Linked DNA regions of Mus musculus: all the other regions are linked to region 4. The links are chromatin contacts, called in public HiChIP or PLAC-seq and promoter capture Hi-C maps. All regions are on one chromosome and are shown on one strand. Each heading gives the region's core, a stretch centred on a gene start, on an enhancer-like site or on the middle of the called end of the contact. The rest is flanking DNA. Distances are from core to core; before and after follow the strand shown.

Region 1 (2,700 bases), core at 3-2,502, 1.8 Mb after region 4:
ACACTTGATTCTGACCCCTGGTTTCCACACGATCACGCTTGGTGCACCCATGCATACACACACACACATATATACATACAGGGAAAATGAGAATTTCAGTCTGAGGGGTTGATAGTATTATAAACTGTGTGAGCCTGGCTGGCCTCAAACTCACAGAATAGCTCTTCATGCCTCTGCTTCCCAAAGAAGGTCATATGTTCTATAAACTTAATCCAGTCAAACTTTCTTTAGATAGAACCTTTTTTTAATTTCAAAGACATAATTCTGGGGGATTGGTTTGTTTTTAACACTTCTGCTGATCCTAGATGCAAAGCATCTCATCCTCTACAAGACTGGCAATTCTTTGTGTAAGGCTTGTATGTAAGTTGTTGTACATGTATGGTCATGTGGGGCGTGTACATGCACTGTGTCCAGATGCCTATGGAGGCCAGAGGACAACCCTGGATGCATTCTCAAGAGCACCATCCATCTCCTTTGAGACAGTAGCTCTTTGGCATGCAGCTCACCAATTAGCCTAAAGTGTCTGGATGGCAAGCCATAGGGATACTCCTGTCTCTGCTTCCTCTACACTGGGATTACAAGCACAGACCATGTCTACCTTTTCCACATGGACTCTAGTGATCAAACTCAGGTACAGGCAAGGATTGAACCCACTGACCCAACCCCTAAACCATATATATTACTTTAGATATGTTACTTTATATGTAATGTATTTTATAGTGACAAATTTAATTTTTTCAGCCTTTTAAGTTTTATTTTTATTCATGTGTATGTGTATATATCTGTATATATGTATACACAAGAGCACAGATGTCTACAGTAGCTAGAACAGGGTGTCAGGTCTCCTGGACCTGGAGTTATCAGTAGTTATTAACCATCGAACCTGGGTATGGGGGGTGGGGGAACACGACCAAACAATAGTCCTCTGTAAGAGCAGCAAGAACTCTTAAATGCTGAGTCAGGCCTCCAGCCCTGGGGTAGTTAGAAGAAGAACGGCCCCTTAAATGCTGAGTCAGGCCTCCAGCCCTGGGGTAGTTAGAAGAAGAACGGCCCCTTAAATGCTGAGTCAGGCCTCCAGTCCTGGGGTAGTTAGAAGAAGAATGGCCCCTTAAATGCTGAGTCAGGCCTCCAGCCCTGGGGTAGTTAGAAGAAGAATGGCCCCTTAAATGCTGAGTCAGGACCCCAGCCCTGAGGTAGTTAGAAGAAGAACGGCCCCCTTGGGTGCATATATTTGAATGCATTAGGGAGTGGCACGACTTGAAAGGGATTATGAGGTGAAACCTACTTGGAGTAGGTGTGACTTTGTTGGAAGAAGTCTATCAGCAGGTGGTGGGCGGGCTTTTGTCAAGCCAATCCCAGTGGCTTTCACTTCCTGTTGCCTATGAATCTGGATGTAAAATTCTCAGCCACCTTTCCAGCACCACTTCTGCCTAAGTGTTGCCATGTGCCCTGCTGCGCTGACAAGTGGACTAAACCTCTGAACTGTAGGTAGGCCCCAATTAAATGTTTTCTTTTACAAGACCTACCATGGTTATGGTATCTCTTCACAGCAATAAATCAATGACTAAGGCAAGCCCCTTTCTCTGTTTTTAATTTTCTCTCATCCAACAATATTTAAATGTTTCCAGTAAATAAGAGTAAGATATCTTAGTCTGGTAAAATATTGTCTTCTAAAGACAGACTTTCTCCCTGACCTGGAACTCCACAGATAAGCTAGGCTAGCTACAGCTACCCAGGATTCGCCTGTCTCCATCCCCCAGGATGCAATTGCACATGAGTTCCAGCACATCTAGCTTTTTGTTCTTCCCATGTTCTGGGGACCAAATTGAGGCCCACATGCTTGCTTACCAACTGGCCTCCCTCCCCACCCCTAGGAGTACTTTTAAAAACTGCTATTATAGCTGGGCAGTGGTGGTGTACACCTTTAATCCCAGCACTTGGGAGGCAGAGACAGGTGGATTTCTGAGTTCGAGGCCAGCCTGGTCTACAGAGTGAGTTCCAGGACAGCCAGGGCTATACAGAGAAACCCTGTCTCAAAAAAACAAAAAAACAAACAAACAAACAAAAAACACAAAAAACTGCTATTATACTTGTCATTGACTATTTTACAAAATAAGCTAGGCTTAAAAGACATAAAATGCCCTTAGTCACAAATGTTTATTTTTCTAGGCATAAATGTTACTCAGAAACCCAGCTTGGGAGTATGGCCTAAAATAGTTTTTATATATAAATTACAACTCTAATTTAAAAAAAAAAAAAAAAAAAAAAACTTACTTCCTAGCAATTGTGGTCACTCGGATGCGTCTCTGGCCACTTGAGTGCTGATACTGGGTCACAAATTGGACTGCACCTCGTCCTCCTTGAGGAATTGGAGCATTATGCTGTATGCATAAAAATAAAGAAGTAAGAACTAGGCAAAATCTACCATGATAATGTCACAGTATCAAAAATAACATACTCTCTACCACTAAGAAAATCACTGTAGGACAAGGAAAAGCCCAGGGGCTGGAGAGATGGCCCAGCAGTCAAAAGCACTTCAGAGGATGCAGGTTCAGTTCCCAGCACCCAGACAGTGGCCCACAACCCTCAGTCATCTAACACTCTCATCGGGCCTCTGCAGGCACCAGGCACACAGATAGTGCACATGCATACATGCAAGCAAAACAGTCACACATATAAAATAAATATAAGGATGGAATA
Region 2 (2,700 bases), core at 102-2,601, 1.7 Mb after region 4:
AGGTAGAGGCTAACTAGTGTCATTTGTAATCATGGGGACAGTAGAAAAAAGGCATTGAAGGAAATTGAGAGTTTTGTTGAGACATGTTTGGTTTACATGGTACATTAATTCTCTGGTGGTACATACTGCCTCTAACAGTTCATGCTGTTTCTCCATTTGACATTTAATGGGGACTTTCCCATTCAAAAATATAAAGGGATCTGGAGAGTTAGCTCAGCCATAAAAGAGCATTTATTGTTCTTGCAGAGGACCCAGATTTGATTCCCAGCACCTACATGGTAGCTTATAACAATCTATAACTCCAGTTCCAAGGGACCCAATGCCCTCTTCTGAGCTCTTTAGATACTATACATATAACTGGTGCACAGATGTATCATGCAGGCAAACCACTCATATGCATAAAAAAATAAAATGAAAATATAAATGTACATTATGGACAAAAATAATAGCCCATGCACTCAGCAGGCTGAGACAGAGAGATTGCCATGAGTTCAAAGCCAGCCTGGACTACAAAGTAAGATCCTGTTTCAAAAAACCAAAAACAGCAACAAAAAATCAAAATACAGATGTCTATATGATGTTCTCAAAAATAGAAACCTAGCTCAAAATCCACCAAATTGGTGTAACTGATTACCTATTGCTGAATATTCATTTTCACTTTGTATAATTATAAGAAACTGTCAGCATAAATTTTCTTCATGCATATTTATTAAAACCTCTGATTATTTTATTATAGTAATTCCTAAATGTGGAAATACTTGATCAAAGCATATGTACATTTTAATGCTTTTGATTAACACTGAAAATGTTTTTCTACAGGAAGATTATACCAATTTTCATAGCCACAACTTGCCACTGCATACATTTTTCTTTTATAAAAAAACAAAGCATTTCCCTATTTTTAATATAAGACAAAAATGGTGGCTAACTTTTATTGAGAAATTACTACATTAAAAGTCCTATGCTTGTACAAACATTACCTGAAACTTCCACATTTTTTTGAAAATTGAGAAATTCAAGCTTACAAAGAACTAAATAAATTGCCAAATGACCCTCAGATATTAAGTCAGAACTAGTTTGAATACAAGTTATCTGTGTTTCTTTCTCTGTCCACTAATTCATAACCCTATCAGTAATTTAGTTCATTGATAACTAATTGACAATTAGTGTTTGATAGTAATGTCGTGCTTTGTTATATTGTAATTTTTTTTGGCTGTAATAAAATACCATGACCAAAAGCAACTTACATAACAAAGTTGGCTTATGGTTCCAGAGAAGAATTCATAACAGCAGAAGAGACACCACAGAAGACAGTTGGAAATCCGCCAATCATACTTCCGTTGTGAGGCATTCACCAGAGAAGATCCTAGGATGTGGTTTAAGCTGACAGAAAGTCTTTATTAGCTGGTGGGCAGCTACACTGAATGTTCAGGGTCCCATTGTAGCACTGAGTCTTTTTCAGAGTGAGCTTTTAGGCACAAAAAAGTATACCCTGAGTTGACATACTTCAGTTAACAAGAACAGATAGCCAGAAACAGAACTACAGAAGCCAAAGGGCAAGGCTACTACATTTTGAGACTTTCTCAGAACCATGTGGACTTTGATGAATTAGGCTTTTGTTTTAGTTTTGACAGGTTGTGCTGCCTATGTGCTGAGTTTTACAGCCTGAATGGTACTTCCATCATGGAGTCAGTTGTGCTAAGGTCTCAGGACCTACTAAGGTCTGGGGCCATGTTACCCATTAGTCCCTTGTACTTGGAGCTAACAATTCATTCCTGTATCCACTCTATTTCATGACAGACTCTATAGAGACAGCACTGGTTGAAAACAACACGGAACACTCTGTCTGTGGGTGCTATAGGAGGTTGAGAAGCCTTAATCTAAACCTGTGGCTCAAGAAAAAACCTCACTCATGTGACCCAACAATTAAGCATGAATTTAAGGGCTATCCTAGGATACTGCATTCTTGTGAGGCAGGACACATTGGGGATGGGATATGGGAATGAGAATTCTGCCAGGCTGTCTCCCTGGTAGACTATTCAGGGCAATCACAGAACCAATCAACAGCTTTACTAAAAAAAAAAAAAAAAAAAATCCTTTCTCCTCTTTAGACGAAAGCCTCATTTCAATGGTCTCCTCGCTGACAGGATCTTGAGTTTCTGCAGCCTAAAGGATCAGCATCTTGAAGAGAGGGAGATGGATAAAGTTATGAGCAAAGTGACCCTTGATCCATTCTATCATCTGATATAATCAGAGATCGGATATAATATGCAAGTAAGAAAGAGGAATGATCACAGAAGATGGTAGCTGAACACACAGCTGGAAGGAAACATCCATCACTGAGCTACCTACTCCATACCTGAGAAAATCTGCTCAAATTCTTGTCAGACGTCCAGTGTAAGACACTACAGTTTTGCCAGATCACTGTCCAAGTTATATGTGCTGTTATTAGCGAATGTAGACTCAAGTGTACAGAAGCTCATTAAAAGCATAGATTCTATCGTTCTCATTGACTGCTTTGTCATCTTTCTCTAACTTAAAGCTAAGGACTCCCCCCAAACCATTATTTTACATAGATCCCTGAACAGTAAGTAAGTAAGGATTTTGGCTCCCAGACTAAACAACCAGATGCATAACCTCTCTTACAGAATTCTGCTGAGTACATTTCTCCTAAACATGCTTTATTATTCTTTCCTGTTT
Region 3 (2,700 bases), core at 60-2,559, 2.0 Mb after region 4:
CTTCTGGCTCCTTCTCATTCTCTGGCTCATTCTGTCTTCACCTGTGTGGAGCCTGTTCCCCCTGCGACCTGTCTGTGTAAAACCCTGCCAGTAAAATAGCCTTCTCCCCCTTTATTTCTCTGTGCTGTTCTCTCTTAAGTTGCCCCTCCTTTCTTGAAAGTTGGGAATATCCTGTTCTGTCAAATCTTTCGCTGATTCATCACTTTGCTTGCCACTTAGACATCACTTTCAAACATGGGTGCTTCCTTTTACAAACTAACTAACTTCATTGGGATTAAAGATGTGTGCAAAGGTGAGTCTGTATTCCAGCCAGAGGGATTAAAGGTGTGTGCTAAGGGCTGAGATACAGCACAACCAGAAACGTTATTTTCTTAGTAAGGAACACAGTCCCAGGGTTCACAGTGTAACCAAATATCCTGCGGCACATAGGGTTAGGAAGCTATAGAGTTGTTTTGTGAACTTTGTTGATAATTGTTGTATCTGCAGAAGTAGTTCCAGGTTCACTGTAAGCTTTCTTAACTGTAAGTTAAGAAACAACTTAAGGCTTTGTTTTCACAACATAAACCACACATATATATTTTTTTCTCAGCTATTTTCACAGAACTTGCTAGGAGTGTTAGAAAACTTTCTCTCTTTTTTTGGTTTGGTTTTTGTTTTAAATTTGAGAGCCCCCCTAAAACAAGCTCTGAAGAACATAAACTTACTGTGTGTTACAGTGAGGGGAAGAAGGGGGGGGGGCTCTTGTAAGACAGAAATGTGATTCAGCCTCGTTTGAGAAATGGGAGTATTTCTTTGTGTAAGAATTTCAAAGCTTTCCAGTGTGTAGTGGCATGAACTGTATTACCAGAAGCTGGTCACTCCTGGGCTGTGCCTCGCCCTGCTTCCCTTTGTAAGTCCTCCTCAGCTTAGGTGCCACGTCTTCAGGCTACACAGTATTTAGTCTGTATAATGTCAAACACCAGTATTTAATTTTATTTTAAATTTAAATTTCAGCAGGCCTAAGGTTGTCTCTTGCTTTTCTGGCAGTATTTGAATGTATAAATGGGTAAGTGCCTGGGCAGAGAGCTAAGGCTCTTATCTAGAGGACGGTTAAATGCATGCAGTGACTGATAGTACTGTTACTCTGTTACTTTTTTTAAACGTATGTACATCTGTTTGAGTGGATTTACGTGCACCATAGTGTGTAGGTGCTAGCAGAGGCCAGAAGGTGTTGGATCCTCCGGAACTGGAGTTGTAGTCATTTGTGAGCCACCTGATAAGGGTGCTGGAAATCAAACTGGAGTTTGCTACAAGAGCAGTGGGAGCGCTCAAGTGCCGAGTCAAGTCTCTAGCCTTGTGATTAGTTTTGTTTGTTGTGTTTTTTTGGGGGTGGGGTGGGGTGGGGAACAGAAAGTATTTGGAAAAAAGATATATAGGAGGATCTTAGGGTTATAAGTGTACTAAAAATGAGGTAACACTCCTTCATGCACATACCTGTGAAGCCGATATCTTGGTTAAAGCAAATAGATGTTTATTCTTAGAGAATTTGTTTTGTATTCAAATAGTAAGCAGTGCTTGGAAGTTGCCCTCTTCCTATCAGAGCTCAGAGGTCACGGGGCACTGGTTAACTGTCGGACAGATGCTTATGTAACATGAGGCTGGAGTGGTAACCAGGATTCCTGACCCCTCTAGGCCTCTGAATGTTAGGAGAAACTGATTTTTGCATCTGATGTTTCATACTTCTTCAAAATAACTCCGTAAAGCAGTTGCAGCTGGTGTTTTCATTTTTGTTTTAGATTTAGGAAGCAGGTCTTTGTAATTTGGTTTATAGAACCAACACTGAAGCTCAAGAGGATGTAGGTCAGCATGAACGAAAGGCCCTTCATCTCTCCAGCTAGATCTATGAGCATGAGGCAAAGGTAACAGGGAAACGTGCCAGAATATCAGAAACGTCTGAAAACAGCAAGATTACACTGCTTAATACTCAAAAACGCCGTGCTGAAAGGCTGTAAAAAAAAATCTCCAAAAAGGAAAGAAAAGAAAAAAAGCCGGGCGTGGTGGTACACACCTTTAATCCCAGCACTTGGGAGGCAGAGGCAGGCAGATTTCTGAGTTTGAGGCCAGCCTGGTCTACAGAGTGAGTTCCAGGACAGCCAGGGCTACACAGAGAAACCCTGTCTCGAAAAACCAAAAAAAAAAAAAAAAAAAAAAAAAGAAGAAAAAAAATCTCCAATGAACCAGATTATAAATAATGTCGCTGCACGTGACCTGCAACTTCATGACTACTCTAACAGATGGCATGCTGTGTAGTCTCATTTGAATTTATACTGTGTTATATATCATCAGCTCTGAAAAGTTCTCCTACCTCCTGTAGTGAGTTCAGTTCAGGTCAGGATTAGGTAGAACAGCCATGTTCTGGAGACAGTAAATGGTTGAGCATTTACCACTTTGACAAGTTACGAGTCTCTGTAGTTACTGCTACCCATGGCAAACGGGAGCTTGTCTAAGCAGAGGACAGCACTGCTCCCCTATGGATAGAAACATAACTATTTGGAAGGCAATCTGGTGTCCATATGGCAGAGGTCCATTCAGCAGAATAACAGCTGATTTCTAGGCTTTGGGATTTCAACCATGTTTACTGCACCAGACTTGAACTCCCTCCCGTGGCGAGAGTGTCTGTGGTCTCTGTGTTCCCAGGCCAGACTTCTGACTGGGCTTTCA
Region 4 (2,700 bases), core at 48-2,547:
GCCCTGCTAGGGCTCATTGTTTAGAAGTTAGTGTGGCCTCTTTTTTGGAAACTTTTGCTATGTATCCCAGGCTGTCCTGGAATTCACGTTCACTCTTCAAAGGTTCAGAATTACAGATGTGTACCACCATAATCATATTTTTTTAGTGGTGGTTTGTTTACATAAAAATATGATTCAACTCCGACTAATGTAAAGTAATAAATAAAATTTAAAAATGCATTTAAAGCCTGAATCTGTCACAAGTCACTAGTACTAGTCATTAGTTACATAAATAATGAAACTTTTTCTTTTTAGTATTATGCTCTATTTATTCCAAATAATTTCCATCTGGTCATCTCATCCTTTTTTTCCATGCTTCATTCCTCCTGTCACCTACTTTGTGGAGTATGTGGCACTTCTGAAAGGTGAACCTTTGCTAGAGGAAATGGGTCACTGCTTTTTGGTTATAGAGCCCAGCTCCATTTTCTATTCTCTTGTTTTTTGACTGGATGGCTAGCCACTTTGCCATCCTGCCTTTATTAGCATGGTGGACACGGATCTCGTATTGCTATAAGCCAAAATAAAGTCTTTCACGAACTTTGTCTATTAATTCAGAAAATAAATATAATTTTCTGCTGTGGGTGTAAAAAATTACTATTATTACTGTTACCCCAGCATCCAGAAGACTACTTGGCATGTAGTATGCCCTCAATAAATAGATAAGTTAGAGTGACTTCAATAGCTCAACACTAAATTACCAGAGCATCAGTGGCTAGGGTGGGGTGCAGGAGTTCTAGATTAGATAGGGCAGCATAGGGACACTACTTCTCTTTCTTTAAAAGGAGAAAAATATTCGAATATTATCAGCTATATCATCTAATAGAATTCCACATTACTCCTATACTTCGCTTTAAAAATATCCCTGGCGTTCAGCCCTTTCTTTTAAGTTCTGCGATTGAACATTCTGAGTACACCCTTTCTAGTCCTGAAGTCAAAATGTCACCAGCCTTAAAGCTTTTCTGAAACCATTGGCCGATGTCTAAGTCTCACTCTGGCTCACTTCGCAGGACCTTTCCTTCTGTCCCCGCAAAGCACTGCGCACAGAAGGAAACCACTGCCCAGTGAAGATACTCCATGGGATGAGCCCGAGAACCACACATTTCCCCAGTTAGCGCGCACTGGTTGTCAGCTCCTCCCACAGAACGCGACCTCGAGGTCGCCTTCCTTTCCAGCAGCCCGGAACCATCCTTGAGCCCTCCAGCTCGCCGGAAGCCCCGCCCCGTCCCGCCCCGCCCCGCGGCAGCCAGCGGACTCGCGCATGCTCGCTGCGCGCAGCCTCGTCCCCGCGTGCTCTCGCGCGCTTCCTCTCGCCCGCTCTGCTCTTTTTGGTTACTCAGGGGCACGCGCAGCGTTTCGCGCGACGATTGGCTGCCTCGGTGGCGGCGCCACAGGACCGGGCAACTACGCGAGCGGAGTGGGCGCTTAAGGATCCCGCGGCTCCTCAGGTAACGGCGTGGACCGGGAGCGGCTGGGGGAGGGGGGAGAACCTCAGGGTGGCCTGCAGCCCGCCCGGGACTTCCGGCCGCGGCCCCTGGAGGTGCAGGAGCGCTGCGTGGCCCGCGTCGCGGCGTCCTCAGGTGACAACACCGCTCCTTCTCCAGGTTTCGGCCTCATGGCGTCATAGTCTTTCAAAAGTTAAGAAGGGACGAACAATGACTCGGAAGTGTGGGCTGTTTTTCCTCTAAGCTTTGACGAGTTAGGGTTTCAGTCCTGGCGGGACCGCGGATCCACTCTGTGCTTTTGCGGGACACTTGAGCGATTCACAGTTCTCACCCTTCAAAGTGCGAGCAAAAACCCCAGTGTAGTTCAGTATGCCCGGCGCCTACATTAGTAAGATGCAGCTGCAAACTCTGCCTTCACTACATTCAAGATTTGGCTTTTCTTTTTTTTCTTTTTCTTTTTGGTTTTTTTTTCGAGACAGGGTTTCTTTGTATAGCCCTGGCTGTCCTGGAGCTCACTTTGTAGACCAGGCTGGCCTCGAACTCAGAAATCCGCCTGCCTCTGCCTCCCGAGTGCTGGGATTAAAGGTGTGCGCCACCATCGCCCGGCCAAGAGCTGGCTTTTCTAACTGGAGGATGACACCACCCAGTGGTATTGGTGAAGTACTTGAAGTTGGACACTACAAGATAGAAGAATAGACTAGGTTTCTAAGAGAATAGGCCTTTGGAAGGGCTCCTTGAGCGTTTTGATGTCCGTTAATTCCCGATGGTGGTAGACAGCTAAAGAAGGACAGTTTTAACCTGTCTCACGAGTTACCTCACTTTGCAAAGTTTCGTATTGCCATCTGGAATGAACCTCACATCAAAGGACAGTTAGTTACATAATCATTACATAGGCTATCATCCCGTACCTCAATGTGCCTCAAACTAGAGTGACTTGAGAGGAGGGTAGTTAAAGGAGGAATTGCCTCCATCAGATTGGGAACATTTTCTTGATTAATGATTGATATGAGAGGGCCCAGATCACTGGGTTTTTTCAGCCCCAGGCAGGTTGGACCGCAGTTGTTAAGGAAGCAAACCAAGCATGCTATGGAGAGCAAGCCAGTAAGCAAGGTTACTCCCTGGTCTCTGCTTCAGTTCCTGTTTCCAGGTTCCAGCCTTGAGCTCTTTGCCTTGTTGCCCTGGATGGCGATGGATGCTGACCCTCCACTATGTTTGTTTT

Evidence for each region. Promoter capture Hi-C pulls out the DNA fragments that hold promoters and counts their contacts. HiChIP or PLAC-seq counts read pairs in DNA pulled down with a chosen protein or histone mark.
Region 1: an H3K27ac HiChIP or PLAC-seq map of embryonic stem cells shows a contact between it and region 4, with 5 times the contacts expected there. The contact joins the enhancer-like site here to the promoter of Mipol1 in region 4. A contact is called at or near these places in 6 of 39 promoter capture datasets (the 3T3-L1 cell line, embryonic stem cells, hippocampal neurons and 2 more) and 3 of 115 datasets of contacts at active chromatin or transcription factors (embryonic stem cells and epiblast stem cells).
Region 2: a contact with region 4 is called in a promoter capture Hi-C map of pre-B cells. The contact joins the enhancer-like site here to the promoter of Mipol1 in region 4. A contact is called at or near these places in 3 of 39 promoter capture datasets (hippocampal neurons, liver and pre-B cells) and 3 of 115 datasets of contacts at active chromatin or transcription factors (the 230-238 cell line, acute myeloid leukemia and pro-B cells).
Region 3: a promoter capture Hi-C map of liver shows a contact between it and region 4, with 3 times the contacts expected there. The contact joins the enhancer-like site here to the promoter of Mipol1 in region 4. A contact is called at or near these places in 4 of 39 promoter capture datasets (the 3T3-L1 cell line, the C10 cell line, liver and 1 more), 1 of 484 Hi-C or Micro-C datasets (the C10 cell line) and 2 of 115 datasets of contacts at active chromatin or transcription factors (large pre-B cells and pro-B cells).

What each region holds. Positions count from the first base shown.
Region 1 is chr12:58,980,294-58,982,993 of GRCm38.p6, forward strand. It overlaps Sec23a (SEC23 homolog A, COPII coat complex component), which reads right to left. Exons shown (of 20, transcript NM_009147.2): 13 at 2,275-2,381. Among named protein-coding and RNA genes, the nearest start is that of Sec23a, 30 kb to the right of the region's middle. Within about 2 kb of position 1,253, at least 20 of the 459 cell types and tissues checked have an H3K27ac peak or open chromatin away from gene starts, as enhancers often do. A contact at or near this core is called in embryonic stem cells and epiblast stem cells, where this site is marked.
Region 2 is chr12:58,900,805-58,903,504 of GRCm38.p6, forward strand. No RefSeq gene overlaps it. Among named protein-coding and RNA genes, the nearest start is that of Sec23a, 110 kb to the right of the region's middle. Within about 2 kb of position 1,352, at least 3 of the 459 cell types and tissues checked have an H3K27ac peak or open chromatin away from gene starts, as enhancers often do. A contact at or near this core is called in pre-B cells, where this site is marked.
Region 3 is chr12:59,193,637-59,196,336 of GRCm38.p6, forward strand. No RefSeq gene overlaps it. Among named protein-coding and RNA genes, the nearest start is that of Fbxo33, 24 kb to the right of the region's middle. Within about 2 kb of position 1,310, at least 21 of the 459 cell types and tissues checked have an H3K27ac peak or open chromatin away from gene starts, as enhancers often do. A contact at or near this core is called in liver, where this site is marked.
Region 4 is chr12:57,229,128-57,231,827 of GRCm38.p6, forward strand. It overlaps Mipol1 (mirror-image polydactyly 1), which reads left to right and starts at 1,298. Exons shown (of 10, transcript NM_001164370.1): 1 at 1,298-1,484. It overlaps Prps1l3 (phosphoribosyl pyrophosphate synthetase 1-like 3), which reads left to right and starts at 1,285. Exons shown (of 2, transcript NM_001037746.3): 1 at 1,285-1,484.